Regions from separate parts of the Rattus norvegicus genome. Here region 2 is linked to region 1. The links are chromatin contacts, called in public Hi-C maps. All regions are on one chromosome and are shown on one strand. The core of a region is the stretch at or near the end of the contact, and the rest is flanking DNA. Distances in the headings are between cores, read along the strand shown.

The links. A called contact is a pair of places that touch in the nucleus more often than the background predicts.
Region 2: a Hi-C map of liver shows a contact between it and region 1, with 2.8 times the contacts expected there. The contact joins the promoter of Lcor here to the promoter of Tm9sf3 in region 1. A contact is called at or near these places in 2 of 12 Hi-C or Micro-C datasets (frontal cortex and liver) and 1 of 1 datasets of contacts at active chromatin or transcription factors (oligodendrocytes).

Annotation. Positions count from the first base shown.
Region 1 is chr1:250,032,810-250,035,572 of GRCr8, forward strand. Tm9sf3 (transmembrane 9 superfamily member 3) reads right to left here and starts at 1,438. Exons shown (of 15, transcript NM_001427812.1): 1 at 1,211-1,438. The coding sequence starts at 1,306.
Region 2 is chr1:250,246,572-250,249,334 of GRCr8, forward strand. Lcor (ligand dependent nuclear receptor corepressor) reads left to right here and starts at 1,394. Exons shown (of 8, transcript NM_001401972.1): 1 at 1,394-1,495; 2 at 2,250-2,323.

The sequences.
Region 1 (2,763 bases), core at 188-2,687:
TTGGCAAATACTAGTTAAACTACTGTACTTGCTGAAATTTAAAAGAAACCAAAATTATCTTAAAGTGAAAAATCACAAGTCTCAGAAAAACACGTTACTGAATTTAGTGTTTCTCTGAAAAAACTTGCATACACATGAAATTAGATTCTGGCAGTGACTGAAGGTACAACAGCCAAGCTTAGAGTTTTTTATTAGCTAATCCAGGCCATAGAACAAAGTTTTGTTCACTACAAACAAAATCTAAAGTCTGCCCCTTAAAGCAGAGTGCTCTCGTTTTGTCACCGATCAGCTACAACCAAACGATCTCCACATATTTCAATTTTTAGTAAATACACGACTACTCGGGCAAAAACCATAATAATAAAAAAAAAATCGTTCCCCAAGCAATTTTCTAGGTTTACCTGACTTTCCACACTTCACTTCCCCGCCTCTACCATTCTGAATTTAAAAAGAAAAAAGAAAAATCCACAGCGTTACTGCTCTAGGTGAAAGTCACTCCAAGAAGTCGTTAATAGGCAAGCTTTGATGTGAAGATACAATTAAACAAACGGCCAATCAACTTCAGGCCAAAAGCAAAAGTGAGTGGGGGTGTGGCCTTAGGGCTGAGTGACTCAAGGTCCCCCTGGGGTCAGAGCTGCCCCAGTTAGGGGGCCGACCACCCGGACAGGGCGTCCTCCGGGGACTCGCGGAGCGCGGAGAAAGTTACAAGGGAGCTGGGGACCAAGTGCCTGAAGGGTGAGGACCTGTCCGCGTGTAAGCTGTTCACACCTCCGCTTCCCTAAAGCTGTCCCCACCCCACGGTTTAAATCCGGTTCGGGCGAGAGGGAGAAGGGTAGGGAGAAGTCGGAGCCCGCCGTGAAGTGATGGGTATTTCCTGGTTGGCAAGCGCCTGGATCACCACGCATCCATCTTCCGCCGTGTAGTGCCCCACAGCGTCCGGTTTCCCCGGTCCAGAGCCCGCTACGGGCCGACCCCAGGGCACCAGCCCCGAGAGGCGGAGCCGGGGAGCAAGGCCCAGGCAGCCCCGAGTGCTCGGAAATGCCTCCTCCCAGCTCCCGCGGATCCGGCCCCGCCATGCCCGACCGGAAGGAGCGCTCGGGCGGCCGCGGGGCTGCACCGGGCCCCCCGGGCCTTCAGACCATGCCGGGCCTGGCGGGGCGGCCGGCGGGAGAGCGGGGCGGGGGCGGCCGCGCGGCTCGCTTCGCCTCACCGTGTGTTCGTGCTCGTCAGACCGAGCCCGGGGCAACAGCAGCAGCAACAACGCGGCGGCCGCCGCCACGCCAGGAGCGCCCGGCAGCGGCCTCATTCTCCGCGCTCCCACAGGCTGGGCGCCGGCCCACCGACTCCTCCGCCGCCGCCGCCGATTCACATCCACCGGGCGCGGACAGACGCACGGGGCCCGGGCCCAGCCGCTGCCTCCGCCGCCGTCACCGCCCGCTCCGCGCCGCCCCCGCCCCCCGGCCTCCGAGCCTCTTCCTCTGACTCAGCCACGTCATCCGGCCACCCCGGCACACGCCGGAAGTCCTCCCAACGCGGGGCCGCAACCGTCGCCCGCCGTGGGGCGCCGGCGCGCGCAGTCCGCGGTGTTGAAGGGTTCCGCACCCGCTGCCGGGCTACTCGCTCAGCCTCGGCTTAGGCCCTCGCGCGTGCGAGCTGAAGCAGCCCGCTGCCGGCAGGCTAGCGAGACGTCAGCTCAGACGCCTAGCTCGCCGTGGCTGCGGGGCGGGGCGGGTCGTCATACTGGGGGCCTGGGTCTCAGCGCGAACATCCCTTTAACCCATCTAACCCAGGGAATGAGCCACGGGCTCCCCAAGTTTCTTTATGGACGATGATTATTAAACTTAGACGGGGTGGGTTGTGTGTTAAACATTAGCGAGTACTGATTAGACTAATGTACAATCAAGAGATTTGGGCTAAGTTAACATTCTTGTTCATTGTTTTTCTCATCCTCAGTCATAAATGTGCCCTGGAATGGAAGCTCCTCAGAGCTCCCGTCACTTGATCTTATATTCTGTACTTAAGCCTGTACTTAAGCCGTAGTAGTAAGGAGCTTAGTTTGGTATCTTACTCTTAGAACCTCCAGCACTCGGAAAGCTGGACTGATTGTTGAATATCGCATACTTGCGCGGGTTACAATGTGAGACAAAACAGGAAGAAAACGACAAAACGAAATAAATCGGGTCATAGTAGTGCAGGCATGTAATCCAGCGCCTGGAGGGCAGAGGCAGAATTGCAGAAAGATTGGAGCTAACCTTATCCATAGGCCCAGTATCAGGCCAACCAGGCTAAATAGCAAGGCCCATCTCAAACCAAAACGTAGTATGGACTCAGAAGTGATCAGAAGAACAGTCCTCTCTAAATGTGGGACTTAGAGGAAGATTGTCTCCTTCATCAGTATCAGGCAGATTTTGGGATTTAGTCATGTAATACTTCACAGCCAATATTTTGTACCACCACAGTGTGCAGAAGTCTGAAGAAGATCCCACTACCAATTTTCCTTCCCTGTTCATTCCCAAGGAGTGCCAGCAAGATTTCCTACAAAGAAATCAAATTATATCGTTTTGTCCAAAACACACCTTGAATAGTTAGAACTCGTCTAGTGGAATCATCAATAATGATTTCATCTTCCAGGCACTCGGATACTCACACAGACCCCTATGGACAGGTACATATAGTGTGTTCACATTACAGAAAAGTCACAGAAGCACAGGTTGTGTGACAGACTGAAAGACTAGGCCCGATTTGCTTCTTTAGTTTTTTAAC
Region 2 (2,763 bases), core at 144-2,643, 210 kb after region 1:
CAGAAACTCAATGAATTCTGACCTTTGTTTACTTGACAAGGGTCTTGTTTTGAGACACAGTCTCATTATGTCGCCCAGGCTGACCTGGAATTTGCAGTCCTGCCTCTCAGCCCTCCAAACTGTTACCATCATCAGGTGTGCACCATCATGCATGGCTGATAGTGTAATTTTAAAGCAACGAAACAGTGTGGGCTTCTGAGAATTGTGGAAATCTAATTGGCTACTCATAATTTTACTCCAATTTATTCAAGAGAGCCACCAAGTCATTCTTAATGGGCAGTTACACTAGTTCCCATGCCCCAGAGTGCCCTCCCTTCACACCCAGAACCTCCCATCTGTGGAAGGTCGTGATGATTTTGTTTTACCTAAAAAAATAGTTACTTGCATTTGAATATTTAGAAGGAATGCACTCTCCTTAAATTCTAAGGGCGGGAAAGAGGTCAAAGTCGTAGATGACTAGCTTGTATTGGTAAGTAGTCATTTCCGTTTTTTTATTTCCTATTTCCTCCTTGTTCTTTCCCCTTTCTCTTTCAATAAATCAAGTAATTAATAGTGTTATGTTTAAATAAAACATGGCTCCCAGTGCGAAGGTGGTTTAATTATCACAGAAGGCACCTGGAAATCCTTTCTCATCAAAATGTTTGAGTTCTTTCCTGAACTACGGATCTGGGGTATTTCCCAACATTTCTTTAAATAGTCCTTTGAAATTCATTTTCTATTAGCACATTTTTTTCCTCAACTCTCTTAAGACTTTCAACTATGATCAGTCTTGCTTGCAGAGACCCCCTAGGCTTTTTATTTGACTTAGAACCCATTTCTTTTTACTTTTTTTTTTTAAATTGAGGCTTATGAATACCGGAGAAGTATTCCGATAACTTAAAACCGAATTATCCACTTCACCTTTGAAAACCTCCGGGCTCAGTGCCTCCAAGGGCATCCGGGCATTCTGCTCCTCCAAGGCGCCCCCGGGAGGGGCAGTTTCGACCCAGAAGTTGCGAGAAGCAATGCTGCGGAACTTGCAACAGTTGGTGCTGGGCGATAGGCAGGTAGTAAGTGATAGATGGGACTAGTTTAAAACCCAAAAGCTCAGGGGAGGGCTGGGGCCGCCGGGGCCTCGCTGGAGAGCGAGGGCGGCACGGGGACCGGGCGCCGGCGTAGGAAGGCGCTGTCCCAGGGCTGCTGGAACGTGGGACGCTGAGCTAGTGCGCGGGGACGCCGGGCGGGCGGGAGGAGGAGCGGGCCGCCCCGGGGCCACGGGGAGGTGAGCGCAGCCTTGCCCCCGCGCCGCCCCCGGCGGGAGGCGCGACGCCTAGGCCACGGGTGCGTGCGCGGCCCCGGGCGACGCGGCTGGGCGTGCGCGGGGCCGCGGCGGAGGCAGGGCCGGGCGGGCGGCAGAAGATGGCGAGGGTGTGTAGGCGGCAGCAATGCTCCGTTGAGAGACGCGGCTTTCGGCAAGAACTGGACTCGTGGCGCCACAAGCTCATCCACTGTGTAGGTGAGGCTCTCCACCGGTGCCGGAGCCACCGCGCTGCGGGCCGCTCGTGCGTGGGAGGGAACAGGGCAGCGTCCGCCGCGCTCCGGCCCCGCGCGCCCTCCCGGGCTCGGCCCCCTCCCCCACCCCCCGGAGCGCGAGCGCGCTGCCGAGGCGCGGCGCCCCTCCCCTCGGCTTGCGGGGCGGGCTCGGACGCGCGGCCTCTGCTCAGCGGGCGCATTGTGGACGCCGGGCCCGCCGCCGTGGTCGCCGCCACCTCCGCCTGCGCGCCAGGACGCACGGGGTCGCCCCCACCTGCCCTCGTCCCGCGCCCCTCCCCCACGCCGGCGGCGCGCCCCCGTGCCCGCGGGCACGCGCGGCGGCGCTCGGGCGTGTGCGAGGCGTGAGGTGGAGATGGGGGCGGAGGGAGCCGGAGCTGTCACAGGCCCCGCGTCCGCCTGAGCGAGCCAAGTGGGGTGTCATGGCCGCGGGGGGCAGCGGCTGCACTTCCTCTGCTGGCAGCGGCGGCTGGGGAGTTAGTCCTCGACGCACGGGTCGGTGTGTGCGGATTTGTGTTTGGCGTGCGCGCGGCGGGGAGGCGGGGGTGGGAAGCGGGGCGGGGGTCACCCTCGTCCCCTCCGCTGAGTCCTGGCGGCCGGCGACCGGCGACCGGCGCGCTTCCCCGGGCGGCGGGAGCGTGGACGGGGGCGCCCGGGAGGGGCCGGGCTGCGAGCTGCACCTCTCACACTGTGTGTTTTGTCTGTTTTTCTCTCCCAAGGTCCCGTTTCCCTCTGTGCAGCGGCCGGCGGGACCATAAGGGCTTAACTCACATATTTAACCCCCCTCCAAAAAGTAAGTGGCCCGTGTGGTGTCTGCTCCACCCGCCGCCCCCTAGCTTCTGTCCATCCTTGTGTCTGACTCTGATGTCCCCAGCATTGTTATTTCCCCGTCTTTGCTTCGGTGCGGCTGATGTGTGGGGAAATGCCCTCTCGTCGTCCTCTGTCCCCCACGCCCAGTCCTCGGGGAGGCCCGGAATTCCAGCCCCCCATGTTGATGGGGCGCGTTCTAGGGAATCAGGTCTTCCTCAGACGGACCTGGGAGATTCTGACCGTCCGCTTGGGCCCCGGGTCCCCCTCTTTCCCGACCGGGTTTCGTTGGAAGGAATTATGCAAATCCTGCTTTCTGGTGTCCATTCAGCGGCAATTTCATGCGGTGAGAAGTTCTCTTTGTTGTGCGAGGGGGAGAACAGACACTGATTTAATAGACATATCTGTTGGGGGGGGAAGGGTGGA